Regions from separate parts of the Sus scrofa genome. Here regions 1 and 2 are each linked to region 3. The links are chromatin contacts, called in public HiChIP or PLAC-seq maps. All regions are on one chromosome and are shown on one strand. The core of a region is the stretch at or near the end of the contact, and the rest is flanking DNA. Distances in the headings are between cores, read along the strand shown. Region 1 overlaps LOC106510207 (a long non-coding RNA gene). Region 2 overlaps LOC106510205 (a long non-coding RNA gene). Region 3 holds the start of VAV3 (guanine nucleotide exchange factor VAV3).

The links. HiChIP or PLAC-seq counts read pairs in DNA pulled down with a chosen protein or histone mark.
Region 1: an H3K27ac HiChIP or PLAC-seq map of alveolar macrophages shows a contact between it and region 3. The contact joins the enhancer-like site here to the promoter of VAV3 in region 3. A contact is called at or near these places in 1 of 5 promoter capture datasets (fetal skeletal muscle), 5 of 47 Hi-C or Micro-C datasets (embryonic fibroblasts, heart right ventricle, liver and 1 more) and 1 of 2 datasets of contacts at active chromatin or transcription factors (alveolar macrophages).
Region 2: an H3K27ac HiChIP or PLAC-seq map of alveolar macrophages shows a contact between it and region 3, with 3 times the contacts expected there. The contact joins the enhancer-like site here to the promoter of VAV3 in region 3. A contact is called at or near these places in 2 of 5 promoter capture datasets (fetal skeletal muscle and liver), 3 of 47 Hi-C or Micro-C datasets (embryonic fibroblasts, fetal heart ventricle and liver) and 2 of 2 datasets of contacts at active chromatin or transcription factors (alveolar macrophages and skeletal muscle).

What each region holds. Positions count from the first base shown.
Region 1 is chr4:111,741,721-111,745,805 of Sscrofa11.1, forward strand. All of the region lies in intron 2 of LOC106510207 (a long non-coding RNA gene), which reads left to right. Among named protein-coding and RNA genes, the nearest start is that of VAV3, 81 kb to the right of the region's middle. Within about 2 kb of position 2,126, at least 24 of the 83 cell types and tissues checked have an H3K27ac peak or open chromatin away from gene starts, as enhancers often do. A contact at or near this core is called in alveolar macrophages, liver and retroperitoneal adipose tissue, where this site is marked.
Region 2 is chr4:111,718,343-111,722,287 of Sscrofa11.1, forward strand. It overlaps LOC106510205 (a long non-coding RNA gene), which reads left to right. Exons shown (of 7, transcript XR_002343539.1): 7 at 2,117-3,945. Among named protein-coding and RNA genes, the nearest start is that of VAV3, 100 kb to the right of the region's middle. Within about 2 kb of position 2,314, at least 6 of the 83 cell types and tissues checked have an H3K27ac peak or open chromatin away from gene starts, as enhancers often do. A contact at or near this core is called in alveolar macrophages and skeletal muscle, where this site is marked.
Region 3 is chr4:111,822,980-111,826,947 of Sscrofa11.1, forward strand. VAV3 (guanine nucleotide exchange factor VAV3) reads left to right here and starts at 2,092. Exons shown (of 28, transcript XM_021090110.1): 1 at 2,092-2,386. The coding sequence starts at 2,183.

The sequences.
Region 1 (4,085 bases), core at 876-3,375, 81 kb before region 3:
CCAGCACCCAGGTGTTAATTAGCAAAACAGAACCCCAGGTCGCATCCTAGATCTGTTAAATCCAAATCTGTATGGTAACAAGATGCCCAGAAGCTCTCATCAAAGTTGGTGACAGTCTCATGGAAGCTGTGCCTTAGAATTGTCCTTGCACTTATAGACTGTGGAGTGTTGGCTTTCCTGGTCCAAGGACAGGTCTGTTCTGAGACTCTAGACTTTCAGGGAGAGTCCTGGGTCTTTGGACCAAGCTGGACTTTCTTATTGACTCCCAGGAGGTCCTGGCAACCTGTAGAGATTTGAGTCCAATAGAATTTTTGAACAAGTGTCTAATATATAAAGGGTTCCTCAAGGATTGCTGAGCTGTGAGCTGGATTTTTAGCTTGTGGAAGTTTTAATAGAGATGGAAAATTTAAAACCACACCAATACATGATGAATTAGAATAGCCTTGTGAAGAAGAAAGAGATAAATATCTTGCTCACATTATAACAAGACTTGCAAGAGCCAAATAACATTTCCCATAAAACCCTGCAAATTTGTGGCAGGTCTGTCATTATAATTCTGTTCAGGTGGCTTCCTTGTCTGTGTTCCAGCCAATAAAGGACGGTAATAATACTATTGAGTTTTAATGAAATCTGTCATCTTTATATTTATGGTTGACTCTTTGTGCTCATGTGTTTATTCATTCATTCATGAACACTTACTGAATGCCAGGCACTACCCTTTGCTGAGAAAACTGTATTTTTTAATTGATCAATATAGAAAAGACCCTAAAAGCCTGAACAATTGCTATATGAGGTGATAACTAGATGATTGAACTTCTTTTTTAAAATCCTCAGCTGGAAGGAAAGAACTTCCAAAATAGGGCTGTTCATGTATGTGTTTGTCCTTCTTGCTGGCTAAAAGCAAGTACTGCGAAAGCATAAGAAATAAACAGGTATTAACCTCAAATTCCCAGTCCACCCCACCCCCCCCTTGGCGACCACAAGCCCGTTCTCCATGTCAATGAGTTTCTTTTCTGTAGATAGGTTCATTTGTGCTGTATATTAGATTCCAGATATAAGTGATAACATATGGTATTTGTCTTTTTCTTTCTGACTTAATTCAGTCAGGATGAGAGTCTCTAGTTTCATCCATGTTGCTGAAAATGGCATTATTTTGTTCTTTTTAATGGCTGAGTAGTATTCCATTGTGTATATATACCACATCTTCTTAATCCAATCATCTGTTGATGGATTAGGAATTTGGGATTAATAGATGCACATTATTGCCTTTGGAATGGATCAGCAATGAGAGCCTGCTGTATAGCACTGGAAACTATGTCTGGTCACTTATGATGGAGCATGATAATGGGAGAAAAAAGAATGTATACATGTATGTGTAAATGAGTCACCTTCCTGTACAGTAGAAAATGGACAGAACACAGTAATCCAGCTATAATGGAAAAAATAAAAATCATTATAAATGGGGGGGAAAGCCTTTTTATCCATCAAAAAAAGAAAAAGAAAGAAAGAAACATGGGAGTTTCTGTTGTGGCACAGTGGAAACGAATCGTGTCGGGGAACTGGCGTTGCCATGAGCTGTGGTGTAGGTTACAGACATGGCTTGGATCCTGCATTGTTGTGGTTCTGGCAAAGGCCAACAGCTACAGCTCCAATTTGACCCCTTGCCTGGGAACCTCCATATGCCTCGGGTATGGGTATAAACACACACACACACACACACACACACACACAAAGAAAAAAAAAGAAAAAAACATGATGTTGGGAGTGGCAAAGTCCTGGAGACTGAGTGTCACTTGTTCTGCTTAGGGATCATGTTGTGGCGTGTGTGTCTGTGTGTGTGAGTGTGTCTGTGTGTGAAAGAGAGAGCGAGAGAGAGGCAGGGAAGGAGAGAGAGAGGCAGGGAAGGAGAGAGCGAGGGAGAGAGAGACAATGTATATAAGCGGAAATAAAGGCCAGGACTGAGTGGTTTGCTTTTCTTTCTGTGTCTTGTAGGAAAGAGACTCCTTCCAGCTCTGAGGGCCAGAGCTGACAGAGATATTTCGGCTTCCTTTTTTTCTCTCCGAAGTTTAGTCTGTGAGCTGAAAACTGCGTGTAACATTAAACAGTCGAAGCACGCTATCTCTGGGCCAAGTCCTCTGGCAGAAGGGCTTTTCCTGTGCACACCCAGAAGGCGTGGGCTGCAGGAGGCCTCTCCTTCTCTTTCAAAATTAGGTCATGACAATTTAGGAGTCTGTCACTGTGGGGGACTGCCAGCATTCCACGTGGGCATGACGGATGGCTCTAAAAAGACAGTGGCTTCAAGAACGCCCGTGTCCCCTCTCCGCAAGGTGTTTGCGGAGAGAGCCAGCAAATGTGGAAATAGTGGACCGGCGTGCAGCTTGAGTGTGTGCTGAGTTGGTTTGGGATTTTGCAAGCGTGTGGGTGCTGTTTGGCATAGAGGCCTGTGTTCAGAATCCATAGATAGTTCACAATTAGAAGGTGACCCCCGGCCCCACACAGGGGCACAGTGTCCTGTGTGGACAGAAGGCCCTGATCCAATCCCAGGCAAAGCCCACCGCCCAGGGGGAGCCCAGGAACAGGAAAATCTCTGCTTCTGTCTTCCCATGGCTCTTCTAGTTTCTTCCTTTCGCTCCTGCGACCATTCAAAATAGGAGCATCGCTTGTCAAGCAGAGGAAGTCTGGGTCATATCCTGTGTGCAGGAGCCAGCAGACGCTGGTTCTCGTTTTTTCCCTCATCTCAGACTGTGCTGCCACCTCACCTCATTGTTTTTATAACTCCCTCATTTAATCATTCTAGAAGCATCTGCCAGGTTTGTGTGGACCCAGCGCCGTGAGAGATGCTGGTGATGGGAGACAAGTGAGACGTCTTTCCTTTCTTCAAGAAGCTCCCGGTTCCATTACGGAGACAGGCAGGAAGACTCTAACCGCACGGGGTTAAAAAACCCGCCAAACCTCCTTATAGAGATGTACAGACATGTGGACAGAGGCAGGACAGTCGGCTTGGTGTTAGAGGACTGGGCAGGGCGCCCCCTCTGGTGGAGGGGCCCTTTGAGCCGAATGGGAGGGATGAGCTGAAGTTGCCAGACCAGAGAAAAATCCTTTCCTAGGAGGTGACTTGGCTGTGAAGCAATCACGACACGTGGTACATCATTTACGGTGCTTGCTTTTGGTCTTAGCCAGACATCTCTGCTGCCCGTTAGAGGGATCCTGGGCTGAGTAAGTTCAGAGCGGCAGGAGAGTGGAGCAAATGAGCCGTGGAAAGCACAGGTTTTGAGTGAGAATGACTGGGAATCATAGCTCTGCCCCTGGGAGCTCCCAACTTCAGGAAATTTGCTTAGCCCCATCAGAACCTCTCTTTCTCTCTCAGTAAGATGGCATAATAACACAGTCTCATAGGATTGATGCGAGGCTTTTGTGAGATAATGAATGGAAGGGATTTAACCCACCGCCTGGCATCTAGAAAGCCCTCCATAAATGCTGCTATTATTATTTTTCAGATACAAACTTTTTTTTTTTTTACCTCCTCTCTACCTGCTTCTTCAATTACCAGGTAGTCACCTAAGGACCTTCTTTTCTTTTATTTTATTCTATTTTTATTTTTAGGGCTGCACTTATGGCATATGGAAGTTCCCAGGCTAGGGGTCAAATCGGAAGTGCAGCTGCCAGCCTACACCACAGCCACAACAACGCAGAATCCAAGCCGCATCCACAACCTATGCTGCACCTTTTGGCAACACCGGATCCTTCACCCACTGAGCAAGGCCAGGGATTGAACCTACATTCTCATGGATACTAGTCAGGTTTGTTACCACAGAGCCACAACAGGAACTCCAAGACCTGCTGCTGAAACAGTCCATTCTTGCTTAGGCTGTAGCCTCTTGATGGTTGAAAGGATACATCTGGAGACAGTGGTTTCTAATTTCAATGTCTAGTTAGGGATTTAAACTTTAGAATTTTAACAAATTGGATTATTTCACAATAATTCAATTTATGCATCATGGACAAAATTGTAAACAAATTTACTGAGCAATCAAAACAAATATATATAGCTCATTATACTCTTATATTACCATAAACAGGGTCCA
Region 2 (3,945 bases), core at 1,064-3,563, 100 kb before region 3:
GTCGAGGGGGAGACTGGGGAGTCTTCCCTGGGAAAAAGGCGCCTAGTGGTGGGCTTACCCCTCATACTTCTGCTGGGCCATAGCTCTTAGGACTTTGCTCACCCAAGAGAGAAATTGAAGGGAGTTCCCTCTGTAGGTGCAATAGGTTAAGAATCTGAGAAAGTTCCTATTGTGGCTCAGTGGTAACAAGCCAAACTAGTATCCATGAGGATGCAGATTTGATCCCTGGCCTCACTCAGTGGTTAAGGATCTGGTTTTGCCATGAGCTGTGGTGTAGTTTGCAGATGTGGCTTGGATCTAGCATTGCTGTAGCTGTGGCATAAGCATGGCTGTGGCATAAGCCAGCAGCTGTAGCTCCGATTTGACCCCTAGCCAGGGAACGTCCATATGCACAGATGCAGCCCTAATGAGAAAAAAAAAAAAAAAAAAGACTCCAATCTCAGCAGCAGCTTGGGTTGGTGCAGAGGTGCGGGTCTGATCCCCAGCCTGAGGCAGTGGATAAAGTATCCAGCATGGCTGCAGCTATAGCATATGTCACTGCTGTGGCTTGGATTCAGTCCCTGGCCCAGGAATTTCCATATGCCATGGATGCAGCCATGAGAGAGAGAGAGATTGAAGTAGAAGATAACGATTTTGGGGAGTTCCCTTTGGGGCTCAGAGGTTAATGAACCTGCCTAGGATCGATGAGGATGTGGTTCAGTGGGTTAAGGATCCAATGTTGCTGTGAGCTGTGGTGTAGGTCACAGATGAGGCTCGGATCCCGCCTTGCTGTGGCTATGGTGTAGGCTAGCAGCTACAGCTCTGATTCGATGCTAGCCTGGGAACTTCCAAATGCCTCAGGTGCAGCCCTAAAAAGCAAAAAAGCAAAAAAAGAGAAGATAATGATTTTTCCATAAGCTGGAGAGAGCCGAAGAGCAGCCATCACTCATGTACTTGTAGGGCTTGGGGCTATAACATGTGTGTCAGGAGCCTTCTGGGCACACACTGAATTCTGGTGCTTATTTTAGGAAAATGTATGAAATGTCCACATGCCTAAGTCACAACCCTTGGGTTGTGCCTCAGTGGACCCGGAGTGGGATCTGCTGAATCTGGCTCTGGGGTGGAGCCAGGGGAGGCAAACAGCCAAAATAGGACGAGAAGAGTTTGGGGGAGAAGAAGCACTACCTGCTACTTCCTTTCTCTTGTGCAACCTAAATTAATCTTCGAATTTTCATGAGGGAGAGACTAAGTAACTGTTTTGTAGAGGAGGAGACTAAACGTAGTGGAGGTAAATGAACTGCCTGAAGTCACCCAGCTGGTGTCTGGCAAGACCAGCCTGGAAGTCAGCTCTCCTCAGCCCAAGTGTCATGGTGCAGCAATTAACTTAAAGCATTGCATTGTGTCATCTCTTCCAAAAAGGCATAGGCATGCATGCAAGTGTGTGCATGTGGATGCACAATAATATATTGCAAATAGGAAATGACGAGCATGGATTGCAAGAGTAACAAATACAAAATGAACTTCTGCTTGGACATCTGATTTTTCTCTGAATACCCTGGTGTCCAGAGCAAAATGAGAAACCATCTAACTAGAAGTTCTTACTGTTGCAAACAAGGAAACATTCCAGAGGAAATATATCCTCTGTAGAGGAGGATTCCTGTGCTCTGAGGTTTTTCTGATGGTGAAGGAAGAAGATTAGTTCCCTACAAAAGTTACAGATTTGGGGGGTTTATTTCTAACAATGCTCAGTGGGATCTTGCAAGGAAAGTTGGAACCGTACAATGAACAATGTTATCCACTGGGATTTGCTAACAAATACATAAGTGCTATTACTTGACTTGGGCTTTTTTTGTTGTTGTTAAATGCACCCAAATACAATAGCCCCAATGCAGTCATTTGATGCAGTCGGAGATAGAACACTTAAGAATTTCCTTCAATTCTTCTTCAAGTGTTTACTGAGCCCTTGATAGACGCCAAGATTACCTTAATAATTACTATGTGAGCTTTATTAGGAAAATTGGTAATTTAAGGGGTCAATTATATAGCTCTATATCTTAGAAAAGCAGAAAAAAATCTTGCCAGCATCTAGCTCCGTGGTATCCTCTGTTATCCTGTTTGGTCGGTCATATCTTCCCAGTTTCGTTTAGGTTGACTGATAACGGGCCTAGAGAGGGAGAAGATCCAGAATGCTTGGAGAAGGATTAGCCCTACAGATTCAACTTCGGAATTCCCAGGATATACACAGAGCTCACTGGAACATCTGACTAGTGCAGAGGTGAAAATTAAGGGCATCACGCTGATGTCAGGCGACGGGAGGCAGGTGAAGGACAGCCGGACGGGAAGGGCTGCAGAGACTTGGGCGAGCGAGCCTCCCTCAGCAGGTCAGCGACAGACCTGCTCGCCAAAGGTCTGTTTGGAACCACAAGCCCAATTAATTTCCTGCTTCTCATCCCTGGCAGACCTGGCCACCGCCCAAAACGCGAGCCCTCTGGACAGACACGCTTCCTTGCTTGTCCTCATTCCCATGCTGTTTTGTGCATTTTTCGCCCCTGATCCATCCTCCCACTGTGGTGCCTTCTGCCAGCCCTGCCAGCCTGCACTCTGCCAGCCCCGTCCAGCGGTACACGCCCCGCCCCCTCTCACACTTGTTTGTCACGGAATGTTCCCTCCCGCTTCCTCACCTTAACTGAAGCCCAGCTCTGGCCCAAGGACAGGGGTTTCCCAGAGAGCAGGTTCTTTCTCCCCCAAAGACCAAAGAGTTGCTGGGGAGACCCCCCCCCCGCCGCCCGCTTTGCTTTGAGGCTCTTGCAGCCTGGCTTCCCCCCCTCCTCCTGAACTGCTCAGGTGCCTATCAAACTCTTGAAATGTTCTATAAGTGTAAGGGTTTCTCAGTCTGGGTAAAAAAGAATACACAATGTTTCAATATTTTCACATGGATTACATATTGCAATGGGATAGCACTTGGGGTATATTGGGTACAACGAATTATCAGCATTAATTTCACCACTTTTTGTTTCTTCAGTGTGGCTACTGGAAAATTCTAAAGGCCACAGATGTCTCCTATTTGTTGTATCTCCTACTTCTCTATTCCTATTGACTAGCACTGCTCTGTGACCATCAAGACCTGTGTGGATCTCAGACTCTGGGCTCTAAATCTTCTTTCAGCTCCGATACAGGCTCAGGCTGCTTTTTAATTAAAAATACTTAAACTGCTTTTTTTTACATATTACAAAGTAAAACATTTCCATTATAAAATATTAGAAAATGCACATTATAAAACATGAACAAAAAAGAACAGAAGCCCATACATATGTATAAAAGGACATACTACTTTTTGGTAATTTTTTTACACTTTCCAGATGTGTTATAAACATCTCCCCGTGTCCTTACATATTCTTCTATGAGAATTTTAAAAAAATGGTTGCCTAGTATTTTCTTGTAAGGGTATACCATAAATTATTTTGCCAGTGTTTGTTGATTGAGCAGTATTTTTGAACTTTTCTATTGTAAATGTAGCAGAATGACTGCTAAGAGGGAACTTAAAGTGGTTTGGGGAGAGTCACCCTTTTTTCTAGCTTCAAAGGAGCAAGTCAGTCACAGAGGAGCCCACCCGCTTATTTCTCATCACGCATTGTCACATAATTTTTAGACATAGAGTATTCTGGGACAACCCAGAAGCGAGTGCTATAAACCAAAGGAAACTGTTTCAGACTCAGGGTAAGTACTTCTAAATTGGATAACTACTATCTCCTTTGGAGATGGACTTTCAGGGGGTGAGAGTCTGGGTCTTTTCGTAGTGAGGTCAGCCCCTCTGCGCCCCCCGTGGATCACTGCTGGGAGCCCAGCCCCCCTCCATGGGCTTGAAGTCCTGGTGGCTGAGGAGGGAGACAGGTCTCAGCTCAGGGAGCCAGATGAGGGAGAGAGCAGATGTCCAGCCAACAGATGTCCAGCAGGGATTGTGGAGCA
Region 3 (3,968 bases), core at 842-3,341:
GGCATATGGAGGTTCCCAGGCTAGGAGTCTAATCGGAGCTGTAACCACCGGCCTATGCCAGAGCCACAGCAACGCAGGATCTGAGCCTCATCTGCAACCCACACCACAGCTCACGGCAATGCCGGATCCTTAACCCACTCAGCGAGGCCAGGGACTGAACCCGCAACCTCATAATTCCTGGTCTGATTCGTTAACCGCTGCGCCACAACGGGAACTCCAACTATTTCATCCTTTTTAATGAAACTTCTTTTCCAGTTTTTGTTTGTTTGTCTTTTGGCACACCCACAGCATGTGGAAGTTCCCCAGTCAGGGACTGAACCCACACTGCAGCAGTGACCCCAGCCATTGCAGTGACAACGCTGGATCCTTAACCCACTGCATCACAAGGAAACTCCGTGAAACTTCTTTTCTTTTTAAATTTCTCTTTATGCAGGACCTTGTACTGCACGGGTGATTCACATGTGTTGGATTTTGTTTCTAAAGATGATAAGTTTAGGAGGATATATTTGCCAAAATTACAGGTTAGGAAACATTGTACCATTGGTGCAATCTAGTTTGAACACAAGAGGAAGTGGCTGGGGAAGGATGCCCGTGAGGAAAGGAAATCCTCAGGCTGAGTTATTGTTTAACATTCACCGTGTGCTGCTCTTGTCACAGGCTAGTGGAAAGGCATGCAGTCCCTGTCCTTATCAGAAATACTTTTAAACATAATATTTTGCCCTGCTTATCAAATTAATGTGATTCATAATAGAAAGTTTGAACTACGGAAACGTAAAATTAAAAAATGATGTAAAATCCCAGATTTCATATTTCATTTTTATTTTCAAAATGTAAAAGAATACCTCTCGAAACAGTGACCCAGAATCACATTTACACAGAACGGCAAGAGCTGGATGTGGTAATACCTTGAGAAAAAGAATTCAAACACTATTTTTGGTTTTGAGGGACGGTGGGAGTAAAAGGGGCCAGCGTTGGGCAACCCCCAAAGATTTAAGAAATGCACAGGCGCTGCTCAGCCAGCACTAGAGTTCTGGGGTCCTGTTCCAACTTTCACTACACGTCCCCCAGCTTAGCCCTACCCGTGCCGCTGAAGACTGCTGTTAACTGCTCTCAAACCCCGGCCCGGGGCGCCCACGCATGCGCAGTGTGGCCGCCGGGAACTCCTGGGCGTTTCACAGGCCTATTTCTCTCCCGCAGGTTTTTTGTGCGGTCAGCAAAAGGGCCGGGCCTGCGGCGCCCAACAGTTCCGAACCTGCGACGGGAGAGGGACACCATCTCTAAGTGAAAAATATCTCTTGTTGAAATAGGCTCGGGGTGGGGGGCGGGTTTCTGCAGGCGTCTCCAAACACACGCTTTTAAGGTGCCCAAACAGCTTTAAGAGCAACTAACTTGGAGGAACTGGAATTATCTGCAGGAAGAGAATTTAGCGGGTGGAAGGGTTGCGGGGGCAACGATCTCTAAAACTTTCAGCCTTGCATTCTCAGGATGCTCTGTGCCCTCCCCCCGGGGAGTCCCGATGCCCCAATTAATCCTTCCCTCCTCTCAGATCCTTTAAAAATTGTGCTCGCGGTTTAGGGGGTCCTAACAGGAACCCCCGCAGAATTACAGTGTTCAGATACTCTCTCCCCAAACCGGGAAGGCGTCCCGGTAGAAGATCTTCAGACGCTTGGGGCTGTGTGAGCCTCGCCAACCTGGGGGGGCGGTGGGCGGGAGCGCCGGGATCCCCTCGGCCATCCCGCCCCCGCCTCCTCCCCTCCGCGCCCGGGCCGCCGACCCCAGGCCAGGGCGGCGCGCGCTCTCCCACCCGCGCCTCTGGGGACTCGCAGACGGCAGCGAGACCGGCCGGCGCGCTGGGCATGCTCAGTTGCCCGGCGCCGGGCTCGCGAGTCGGAAGCCTGTGCGCGGCGGTCGCCGCCGAGCCGGCCGGAGCGCACGGAGAGAGCGCTGGACGCGCTGCAGCGGCGGCCGGGCGGCGGCGGACCTCGGCCGGGACCGGAGCCGAACCCCGCGCAAAGCCCCGGATCCACCCGCCCGGGCGCCGGCTCCCTCGCACCGTCGCACCCTCGTTGGGAAGGGGCCCGCCGCGGCTGGCGTTGGCGTCGGCGGGGCGGAGGAACCGCGGCGGCGGCCGCCGCATCCTCGCCGCCTGCCCCGGGCCGGCAGCGTCCGGGAGCCGTCGGGCATGGAGCCGTGGAAGCAGTGCGCACAGTGGCTCATCCACTGCAAGGTGCTGCCCGCCAACCACCGGGTGACCTGGGACTCGGCGCAGGTGTTCGACCTGGCTCAGACCCTCCGCGATGGAGTCCTGCTCTGCCAGCTGCTCAACAACCTCCGGGCGCACTCTATTAACCTGAAGGAGATCAACCTGAGGCCTCAGATGTCCCAGGTAAGGAGGCCGGCGCGGGCGCCTCCGCCTCCAGCCGGCGTCTCCCATTAATCAGCCGGCTAATTTCTTTGTGTAAATGCAAACATCTAGGTGCGCTCAGCGTGCCCTGCCTCGCAGCCTTCTGCTTTGCGGACCACTTCTTGGACCTTGACTTGAGATGGTTTATTAGCTCTTTAGCTGAATGCTAGAGCCCTGCGTCCTGAGATGGTAGGAGGATTTCGTAAGGGCTTTCTGTGAGGCGGGAAAGAACAAGCTGTCTTGGGTGCCCTTCACCTACGTGGGGTGTGTGTGTGTGTGTGTGTGTCGGTGAACAACAAAAGGAATTTGAACCTGCTCTTTTATGGGGACGATGGAGGGGGATGAAGGGCGCTGATGGGGGGTACTTTTGCCTTTAGTCTCTTCTTTTGCTTTGCGTTTCGTCCCCATGTTTTCTTGAAAGAGGAACCATGACATAAATGAGGACTCTAGGAAGTGGAGGGCGTTCTCATACCGTTATCTGTGCGGAATGACACTGGTCAAAAGGAGGAAAAGGGAGCACAGCACAGCGGCTGCCCCCGAAAGCCCCCAGAGCTTGTGGCCAGCTGGCAGGCTACATGGTTATGTTTATAGCTCGACTTAAGCCATGTGGGAAGGAGCGAGTCCAACCTCTCTCAACAGCTACAGGAAACGAGAAGTTTCGCTCCAGATTCCGCTTTCTTTCATTCAGCGCGCTTGCTCAGGTGGTATGGTGTATGGTTGGCTTCTGTGGCTGGAGCCTTTCCTGGAGGTGACTCTTCCAGGGGTTAAAGAAGATTGCAGCTCTGGAAGGCTCTGTGCACTCTTGAGTGCGCCCCAAAGTCACATCGCAGTGGAATGGTAGTTTCTTGGTCCCATCAGAAACTTTTCATGCAGAAAGCTGTTAAACACAATTCAGCAAATCTGTTTGCTCTTTCAGAATGTAAAATACCACTTTCAGCTTAAAAGGGAGAGGAAACAGTTCCCTCTACGACACATTTTAGCACTAATCCTGAGTGATATAGAGCCTCAGCTACTGAGCAACCAGAACAGTGCCTTTTGCAGGGGAACTGACTTCATATGATGTAATAAGTATGTATTTAAAGGTAGAGCACACAGGAGTTCCCACTGTGGCTCAGCGGGCGGGGGGGGGGGGGGGAGAGAAGAATCTGACTAGTATCTATGAGGATGCGGTTTCGATCCCTGACCTCACTCAGTGGGTTAAGGATCCGGCCTTGCAGACGTGGCTCTTATCTGGTGGTGCTGTAGCTGTGGTATAGGCCGGCAGCGGCAGCTCCGATTTGACCTCTAGCTGGGAAACTTCCATATGCCGCAGGTGTGGCCCTAAGAAACAAAAAACAGAAACCAAAACGTGAAGTTACGAGCATACACATTCTTGATGTCAGTATTCATCAAGGCCCCTCTACCCCTCAAATTCTGCATCCCTTGCCTGTCTGCCTTCAGCCTGCTGGATAGCAGTCCCCATGAAAGAAAAGACTTGGAAGTAGTGAGAGCCATACGGTTTCAGAAGTTAGATAATTTATTTCGTACTCTCCTATAATGCTGGGTGGTGAAGGCTAACTCCGTT